2 separate regions of the Mus musculus genome follow, and region 2 is linked to region 1. The links are chromatin contacts, called in public promoter capture Hi-C maps. All regions are on one chromosome and are shown on one strand. Each heading gives the region's core, a stretch centred on a gene start, on an enhancer-like site or on the middle of the called end of the contact. The rest is flanking DNA. Distances are from core to core; before and after follow the strand shown.

What was found. Promoter capture Hi-C pulls out the DNA fragments that hold promoters and counts their contacts.
Region 2: a promoter capture Hi-C map of pre-B cells shows a contact between it and region 1, with 2.7 times the contacts expected there. The contact joins the promoter of Utp15 here to the promoter of Wdr41 in region 1. A contact is called at or near these places in 2 of 39 promoter capture datasets (liver and pre-B cells) and 1 of 484 Hi-C or Micro-C datasets (CD4 T cells).

Annotation. Positions count from the first base shown.
Region 1 is chr13:94,974,486-94,979,375 of GRCm38.p6, reverse strand. It overlaps Wdr41 (WD repeat domain 41), which reads right to left and starts at 3,032. Exons shown (of 14, transcript NM_172590.3): 1 at 2,787-3,032; 2 at 791-906. The coding sequence starts at 2,837. Gm41024 (a long non-coding RNA gene) reads right to left here and starts at 779. Exons shown (of 2, transcript XR_873814.1): 1 at 1-779.
Region 2 is chr13:98,260,736-98,265,625 of GRCm38.p6, reverse strand. It overlaps Utp15 (UTP15 small subunit processome component), which reads left to right and starts at 2,634. Exons shown (of 13, transcript NM_178918.3): 1 at 2,634-2,751; 2 at 4,656-4,827. The coding sequence starts at 4,738. Ankra2 (ankyrin repeat, family A (RFXANK-like), 2) reads right to left here and starts at 2,550. Exons shown (of 8, transcript NM_001271388.1): 1 at 2,150-2,550.

The DNA.
Region 1 (4,890 bases), core at 1,783-4,282:
AGCGAGGAACTGGCAGGGACTGCAGAGCCACCTCAGGGGGGGGCTACAGCTCCTGTGCACCATGTGACAACCACCTGCCGACACAGGCCCCGTGTTAAGTCACTGTGCTAAGTACTGGGAGTAATGCTAATAAAATAGTAAGAACAAAGCCCCCACTCAGGGCCTTTGAGGTCAGATTAGGAAGTCACACCATCAGTGCTGTGACAGCAGCTAATCTGCCTAGGGATAAGCTAAGTGCCCTCAGACCTCACCACCTTTGTCCCTGCTCGCACACATGCTAGCCAGGTACCGGAGAATAATATGTAAGCTTTAAAGAGGTATATCAACGACAGAAATTCAGATTAAAGCCTTACTTTACTTTCTACTCAAAACAGCATATTCTAGCGGGTATCTAATATTAAATTAAACTCCATACATATTTGATTCTCAGATTTGACAGCTACAACTCAATCTTAAAGTCATTTGCTTCTTCTAAGGTAGTAAGAATATTTCTAAAACCTCATGACAATTTTTTCCAAAACATCAAAGAAAAAAAAAAGCAAACAAATGTAATTGTCAAGACAACCAGACTCTGACAAGGTGACATGGATTTCAAAGGATTTAAACATGTTACCATCAGGGTTCAAAGTCCATTCCAACTGAATATTAAATGCTACAATTTTCAGTTGGTTATATTTCAGGATTCTGAAAGTTTTTACAAAAGATAATTTAAGTTTGAAGTTGTTTTAAACATAAAATGCTCTAAATCGTCTTTGTCAGCATTGACCACTGGGCAGAGTAAGCCTCTTACCTGAAGTCATCGAGCCTCACCAGGAAGCGGACAATGTCGCGATGAGCCTCCAGTACCAGCAGTTCAGTATAGGGGTTCTGACCTTGGTCCTCTCCTATTGTCTGCAAAGCAGCTTTCTTGTAATGAAAAAAAAAAAAACCCACAAAACACAAAACATAAGCATAAAATGATTTTAACTGCACAGTATCCATGCAAGAACAAAAGCTTTTAGAAGCCACAAGATATTATGTTCTAATGCTAATACATACCAGTTCTACATGGAAGTATTTCTCTTATCAAAACCTTTGGTGTTTTCAAACCACAATAAACTTGTAAAGAGTAAACTTTATTTTGTTGAGTCTCAATAAACCCGACTTTAAAACTACTGGGCCAATCAACTCAACTGTTGTTTCTCAATCAAAGTTTGTTAGGACCAAGGAGCTAGCTCAGCAGGTAAAGGCACTTGTCACTAAGTCTGATGACCTGAGCTCCGTCCCGGGGACCCTCATGATGGAAGGAAAGGAACTGACCCCTACAAGCTATCATGTACATTCTCTCTCACACACATTCACATACTCTCTCACACATACACGCATACTTACACACATGCAAACACAATGCTTTCAGACAGACATATGCAAACACAGATGCATACACTCAAACATTCAACATGTGCACTCCCACACAGAAACACACGCATAAACACACATAAACACACACACACACACGCTTTGTTAGAAACAAAGCTGCAGACTAAATGAATCAAATACAGACAAACGCAGCCCACTGCAAGCACTCAGATGTCTGCTTTAATGATTAAATGTAGTAGTGAAAGCAGACTCATGTGTCCTCTGGGCGACAAGACTGGGGGACAGGTCCTGCATGCAGAGTCCTCCAGAAGGCAGCACAGCAGCCTGTGCTAACGACACACACCTCGTAACTTAACTCTACAGGGGAAGTCTCAATTGGCCCCCTTTCTGGAGGCAAATTCAGTACAATTTCACCATAAGAAGCTTTGTTCTTAACCAAGGTTTCTTAAGTCTGACAAGCGAGTTTGGACTACGTTAAGTTTCTGTTCCTGAGACCTCTCCTGGGTGTTAGGATAGACAGCAGCATCCTTCTTCTATACACAGTGCCCCCATCACACCTACCCATGGCCAACAGTAGACACTGTACTATCCTCTGGGGACAAGATTACCCCAGGACTGAGAATCACTTAGACTGGAAGGCTGACTGTAATTCATAAGTAATGTTCTCTCATTCATTAGGAAAAATCACCAGCTCTTATAGTGTACATATTCAAGGCAGTTACACAATTGAAGTACTTTTGTGTGGAAAAGAAAACGTAAGATCCAGCATGCTATCCCATGGTGATGGTTTTGCATTTATCTGGTCTCTTTTCTAGCTGTCACTCAATTATGTGAGAGTTTTACCAGGTATGACAGAACTGAATAAAATAGTGTATTCACTAAATAAGCAAATAGTCAAATATATGTTATGTGTCCATTCAATAATCCACAATTCTTCCATAACCCTAAGGACTTCAAATTATATAAAATAAGTGATTTAAAAAAATCACGTGTCAATGTCAAAGCTATGAGGAAGTTAAAACTGCCAAGTTTGCAATAATCCAAACTGTAAAATGCTTCCTATAAGGAAGGAAGTGTAACACAAATTGTTGTGTGGCACATGAAGTAAATTTCAGATGTCAACATTTTTAAGGTGACAAAATTATTTTTTCAATGTGACGATGAGACCATACATGTACTAAATAAACAGAAATCATTTTCTCACTTAGCTTCTCGGAAAGCAACTAGTTAAATTTACGTTCCTTAAGCAAATTCGAGTCCCGGCTGAGAAGACTTATCGGTTCAAATAAATCAAGAGTGGCAGTCACTCCTGCTGGTTTGTAGTTAAGTCCCAGTTTCTTAGCAGAGGCCAGGTGGCCCTGAGCAGCCGCTTCCGGCGCTCGCCGCAGGCCCCGCCCCGGCCCCGCCCCCGGGCCCCCGCGCATTACCTCGGCTAGGCCCTGCGGCTCGCGGCCTCCTCCGATCAGCCAGCGCAGCATCGGGCCGGGGCGTCCGCGGCCCACGGAGCGAGGGCCGCCGCGGCGCAGGTGCTGGGGCTGCGGCCGAGTGAGCCTGGGGCGAGGCAGCGGGAAAACAGAAGTCTCGTTGGGGCGCCCGCACTGAAGGCCGCGACGGCGGAGGCGGAGGTTCCGCGTCCCCAGTGAGCACGCGCGTGGGCGCCGCGCGGTTGGCGCAAGAGCTCAGGTCGCTCGGGCGCCCCCTAGTGGGCGTGCGCTGCGGCCATGTCGCCGCAGGACCAGCGCTTGTCTAAATCCTGTGTAGCTACGGCGCCCCTTAAACACACTAGCAAGTCTCCTGGTTTCCCAACAGCCAGATGGAGAGGGTGTGCCTGCAGTAGACTTCTGCTCCTGGACGAATCTAGTGGCGTTCTTGTACACCAAGCAGCCAACATTGTGTGCCACAGAATAAGGACTGTACCAAACCCTAACGCCTCCCTTTTTACAGACCAAGAAACTGACCCGCTTAAAGATTAAGTAATGTGTCTAAAGATAAAAGCCAGCAGGTGGCCATGATGGAATTAAGACTTGCTCGGTAAACTTCAAAACCGGTTCTTACACATTGCCTGGACTGTCTTCCAAAGCAGGAAGTATAAAGCGAAGGAATCCGTTCCCTGGCTGTGCTGCTGAAACATGGAGCGACATTTCTAGCTCCAAACATTCTATGTCAGCCTCTAAATTTTCTTAATAGTTACACGACTGGTTATACAACCTGGCTTCGTATCAAAAATTACCTGGACACTTTTGAAAATGTAGACTAGGAAAAGCAATCTCTAGTTGGCACATAGAAATCAAAGTTTGAGGGGACTAATATCCAATATATATATAAAAAACCCAAGAAGGTAGACTCCAGAAAATCAAATAACCCCATTAAAAATGGGGCTCAAAGCTAAACAAAGAATTCTCATCTGAGGAATACCGAATGGCTGAGAAGCACCTGAAAAAAATGTTCAACATCCTTAATCATCAGGGAAATGCAAATCAAAACAACCCTGAGATTCCACCTCTCAACAGTCAGAATGGCTAAGATCAGGTGACAGCAGATGCTGGTGAGGATGTGGAGAAAGAGGAACACTCCTCCATTGTTGGTGGGATTGCAAGCTTGTACAACCACTCTGGAAATCAGTCTGGCAGTTCCTCAGAAAATTGGACATGGTACTATCGGAGGATCCCACAGTACCTCTCCTGGCCATATATCCAGAAGATGTTCCAACTAGTAAGAAAGATACATGCTCCACTATGTTCATAGCAGCCTTATTTATAATAGCCAGAAGCTGGAAAGAACCCAGATGCCCCTCAACAGAGGAATGGATACAAAAAATGTGGTACATTTACACAATGGAGTACTACTCAGCTATTAAAAAGAATGAATTTATGAAATTCCTAGGCAAATGGATGGATCTGGAGGGCATTATCCTGAGTGAAGTAACTCAATCACAAAAGAACTCAAATGATATGTACTCACTGATAAGTGGATCTTAGCCTAGAAACTTAGAATACCCAAGATATAAGTTACAATTTGCAAAACACATGAAACTCAAGAACAATGAAGACCAAAGTGTGGACACTTTGCCCCTTCTTAGAATTGGGAACAAAATACCCATGGAAGGAGTTACAGAGACACAGTTTGGAGCTGAGACGAAAGGATGGACCATCTAGAGACTGCCATATCCAGGGATCCATCCCAAAATCAGCCTCCAAACGCTGACACCATTTCATACACTAGCAAGATTTTGCTGAAAGGACCCAGATAGAGCTGTCTCTTGTGTGACTATGCCAGGGCCTAGCAAACACAGAAGTGGATGCTCAGGGTCAGCTATTGGATGGAGCACAGGGCCCCCAATGGAGGAGCTAGAGAAAGTAACCAAGGAGCTAAAGGGATCTGCAACCCTATAGGTTGATCAACAATATGAACTACCCAGTACCCCCCAGAGCTCCTGTCTCTAGCTGCATATGTAGCAGAAGATGGCCTAGTCGGCCATCAGTGGAAAGAGAGGCCCATTGGTCGTGCAAACTTTATCTGTCTCAGTACAGG
Region 2 (4,890 bases), core at 1,385-3,884, 3.3 Mb before region 1:
GGCTACCAAAGAAAATAAACTTTTATGCTAAGACAGTAGGCCATTATTTGAGATTAATTTTTTTTGTTTTAAAAGTGAATCTCACCATTGCACGGTGAGATTTATTTTTTTAAATGCCATTTCTGTAAGTCTTCTCAATTTGAGCTGAGGTATAACCAACTTGTAGCCAGGTTGACCAGCACTGTTTTCTATCATACCCATGATTCAGACAGTGAAGCACTTTACAGACTTGTTTTAAAAATGAGCTATTACACTTATCTATTTTGTTCGCATGTATATGGGCACACATGGGCCACAGCATGCATGTAGAGGAGGATACATTTCAGGATCTGGGGTTTCCCATCTATTATGTGTGTCTCAGGAACTGAACTCAAGTCATCAGGCTGGGCAGCAAGTGGCTTTACCCACTGAGGCACCTCCCTGGCCCTACAAAATGTATTTTGTTAAGAATTAAAAGTATATTTATCAGTGTTTGTTCAGAGAAAGCATAAGCAACTTGTTGTAAGTTTTGATGAGAAATATGTAGATTATGGATTGGTGTCACAGGATATGTGACAGTCCCAAATACACAGTCACTTGAAAAAGGAAGAACTGAAGATCCAGTGAATTTTTGTTTTGACAGCATATTGCCCCTTTGGACACCTTGAAAGGGAACTGAGTGTGTGATGATCAGAACTGCCTGGAATTAGGAGAGAAACGAATCAGTAATGTATGACCACTGCAGCACTTTAAAACCATTTCAAAAGACTGATCCTGTTGAGTATGGTGGAGCACTAGAGAGCAGGAGAAATAGTCCTCCCCAGAAAGGAGCCCAGCAACTGGTCATGCAATACTAAGTAGTCATGCCCTGAAAACATACACACAAGAAACATTACACAAGCCAGGTGTGAGGGGCACACACCTTTAAGCTCTGCACTTGGAAGGCAGAGGCAGGCACATCTCTGGGAGTTTGAGGTCAGCCTGGTCTACACAGTAAGTTCTAGGACAGTTAGAGCTACTTAATAGAGAGACTTTATCTCAAAAACTTCTTTTTAAAAACCACTGGTCCTTATCACGGCCTTCTGAGTAGAATGGGTGAGTAACATTCATCTCAGTGGAAAAAGAAAGCTCCTGAATCCGGAGAAACATATGTTGCTCTATCAACTCCATCACTGAGGTCAGTAAGTAAGCAGCAATACAAGAATACAAAACTTCCAGGAGAGACATGAAGACACTACAGTCACACAAAGTATCACATAACAAAGTTGCTACATTTTGTCAGAAGGCCACAGGAACAGAAAGTTAGTTTATAGCACTCAATGGGAACTGTTTCTAAGGAAAGAACAATTTCTTCTAGGCACGTGTGGGTTGAGCCGCAACTCCACCCCCTCTCCTCCCCAGTTCTCCCAGGGGATGTCCAGTGCTATTCTCTTGAAAACTTCCTTTCAAGCTCCCATTAAAGGGGGAAAAAACTGCCAGATGGAGATCTTTTTTCTTTTGACACGAGGTCTTACTTATTTTGTAGCCTCGACTCTGACTCCGGAGTGCTGGGATTAAAGGTGTGTACCACCTCCCTCACCTGGTTTAAGATCACTCTTAGGAGCCACCGCACACAAAACCTACCTAGTGCCTCATATTTTCTGATCTTAATTTGGACAATTTTTTTTTTTACAGTTTCTTTCCCATATTTTCTAATTGGGTCTGATAATTTATTTTCAACACCAACTAATTCGATGTGCTAGACATGCAAATCACGAGTTTCCCGAGACTCAATCCTTCCTAAAATGGGGTTAAAATAGTCACCTCTTTGCGGACCCCTATAGAACAATAGGTTTCAATAGACGGAATTACCAGTCTTTGACCAGAGAACAGGAAAGGAAAAGGGAACGGTTATCTAGACTGGATTACAGAGATAAGCAAAGACTGTTGATTCGCCAAGACTTGAAGCACAAGGGAGGGAAAAAACGAAATGACAGAGATGGTGAGAAAGAGTTAAGAAAGAAAGGGTGGGTAGGCTCGCCAGCCAGACGCCTGGGAAGGGAGAGTATAATGCAAGCAGGGGGCACAGTCCCCAATGGAAGCTAATCACAGAGGCTTCGGGTTCTTCCTAATTCTTGAAATTGTCCTACAGTGGGGGCAAAGGTGCTATAAAAAACGAAAGGCGTCTCACGGGCGACAGGTGTCCGGGCGGGCGTTCCCGCTCTACGGCCGCGGGGTGACACCCGCTCCCGCTCCGACGCGGCGAGCGGATCCGGGGACAGGGGCCGGTCAGGCGGGTGGTACACGCGCCCTGAGCTCAGCGGGAGAGCGGCTCTGGCCTGGCCTAGCCAGATCGGTCCCGAGCCCCGGGCCTGCTTCGGGCCCAGACGTCACTTCCTATCTTTTATCTCCTCTGGAAAAAGCCCAGAGCGTTCGGTGAAGGCGAGACGACTCCCAGGGATCGCTTCTTGTTTCCCTAGCGCCCCGTAGCCCATCCTCTCGGAGAACCATGGATCGCCTCAGTTCCGGGTCATTGGAGAGCGGCCCGGGGCCCCGCCCAGGGCCCCGCCCACCAGGGCGCTTTCTTGTAGTTCTTTGGGTCGTAAACCTTCTGCGCCTGCGCTGCACGTCATCTTCCCGCGACGCGCCTCTGCGCCTCCGCGTTTCCGGCTCCTGGACTGTCCGCGTGATTTTGAGCGAGTGCTGCAGAGCGGTATGCTGTAGGGAGCTGGCGAAGTCTGGGGAGTCGTCCTGGGGATCGGTGCCTCGGTGGACCCTCGGGGCCCCGCGGAGGTAGGCGATGGCGGCTCCCGGTGGCGGCCCAGGCTCTGCTCAGTCCTCACTGTGATCTCTGACATCCTGGACGTCTGTTCTGGGGCTTCCCCCGGAGATCACTGAACTTATCTGCCTCCGCGATTTAATTTTGACCCAGGCTTTGCTCCTCTGTAGTCGCTCTCCTAGCCACCTCTGTCAGTCCCTGGAGCAATCTCTTCTCCAAGGCCAAGGACAGAATTCTGTTTTAGTGATTTGAGGATGGCTGGGTATTCGTCCCTCTCTGCACCTCCGCTCTGCTTCTTTTGTGCCCATCGTGCCACATTATGCTTAGAGACCCCGCTGAAATGACATTATGTCCAGGTAGAATTAAACATCTCCCTCTTACATGTTCTCAGTACCCTTCAGGGTTTATTTGATCACACCTTGTGTCGTAATGCCTGTTATTCCGTGAATCCCAGTTTCTTAGGTCCTGACTTGGTCCAGTGATTTTCCTAACATTCGTTTTCATAGCATCTCATTGCTTGTTCTGTCTTCCCTTGCACGTCCCCGCCAATGCTGTTCTTCATTTGTGTAACTTAGCAAGCCAGCGCTACTTCTCACTTCTTTCCTCGAAAACCTTTCATTTCTTGAAAAATAGACTTAGGAGGTACTATTCCTGGGACAGATCTATTCCGGTGCCTGTTTTTATCTAGTGAGCCAATAATGGTTTTTGCAGATAAACATACTGTCTTATGTACAGTGATTTGGCTTGAAACTAAATGAAATAGGCCTTGACCTCAAAGAATTGTATTTCCTTTCAACAACAACAAATGCGTTTGTGAGTACTAGTGAAAAAATTTCTTGCCATGTCATTAACTATAGAATATCTTCTGCTTTGTCGGTTGGTTGGCCAGACCTAAAATATTTACCATCTGGCCCTTGATAGTGTTTGAGAACACCTGTTGGAAGGCAGAGAGGGATTTCTGAGGGACAGAATGACTTCCTGTGCTGACCTTAAATAGGAAGTACGTAGTGAAAGGGCATTCCTGGTATGTTAAAGCAAAAGTGAGTGTGAAGTGAATGAACCTTGGTTTGCTCTGCTTCATCAAAATAGCAATTAGAATAAGTTAAACTGATTGCTTTGGTGCTGCTGATGTCGGCTGTGCAGGCTTTTCAGAGTGGACAGAGAGTATCGTCGATATAATCGTCCATCTGATACTCCCGACTGTCTTCAGTTGAATGCTTCTCGTGTTAAGAACTTAGATTCTTCTTCTCCTTCTTTTTTTCTTCTTCTGTCACTTTTAAGTTTCCTCTGTTTAGGTTTTCTTTCCTACAGTTTGAACCTTTCACGTTTAATTTTATGTCTGATGCCAGCACATTATCTCTAATTTCATCTTAAGCCTCTACACTTAAAGATTAACTTTGTTTTCCTTGCTTCTTTTGTCTTTTAGGAAGTCAGGTCAGTCTGTTGTGTTTCTAGTTCTGTATTCTTTCCTTTGACAAGAAAGTGAATGTTCCAGCCCTGCATGCTTTTCTGGTTTCAACTACTGGAAGGCTAAGTCTTATTTACTCTCAAGCATTGCCGCCTGCTCTGGGAGGTTTAAGGACATACATATGCAGCATATATGTGTGTGTGTGTGTGTGTGTGTGTGTGTGTGTGTGTATGTATGTATTATATATATATGTGTGTGTATGTATATATTATATATGTGTGTGTGTGTGTGTGTGTGTGTATGTAAATGTATATATGTATATAGATGGGCCAGTATGGTACCCCAGATCTCTATGCTTCAAGTGTCTCTTCCATGATTTCAATGAGATGGTTTATTGGTCATTAGTCTATAAAGTTCCACACAGCCTTTTGAAAGAAAGTAGAATGAAAATCATCCTTGCATAGGAAAGCTTATAAACAATCTGTGCTTTAAAATTTGTTCTTTTTCCAGGCCTGAGGCAGAGTCACTGAAGTTATTGTGAAATTAGTTCCAGACTCCTGACCCTAGGATAACAGCGCACTTATATGAAACCATGGCCGGCTATAAACCTGTAGCGATTCAAACATATCCTGTACTTGGTGAGAAGATCACCCAAGACACTCTGTACTGGAACAACTATAAGGTAAAGTATGAGAGGAAATGAGGGACGAGGGCATTTGAACAATTCTTACCCATTTATGTCAGT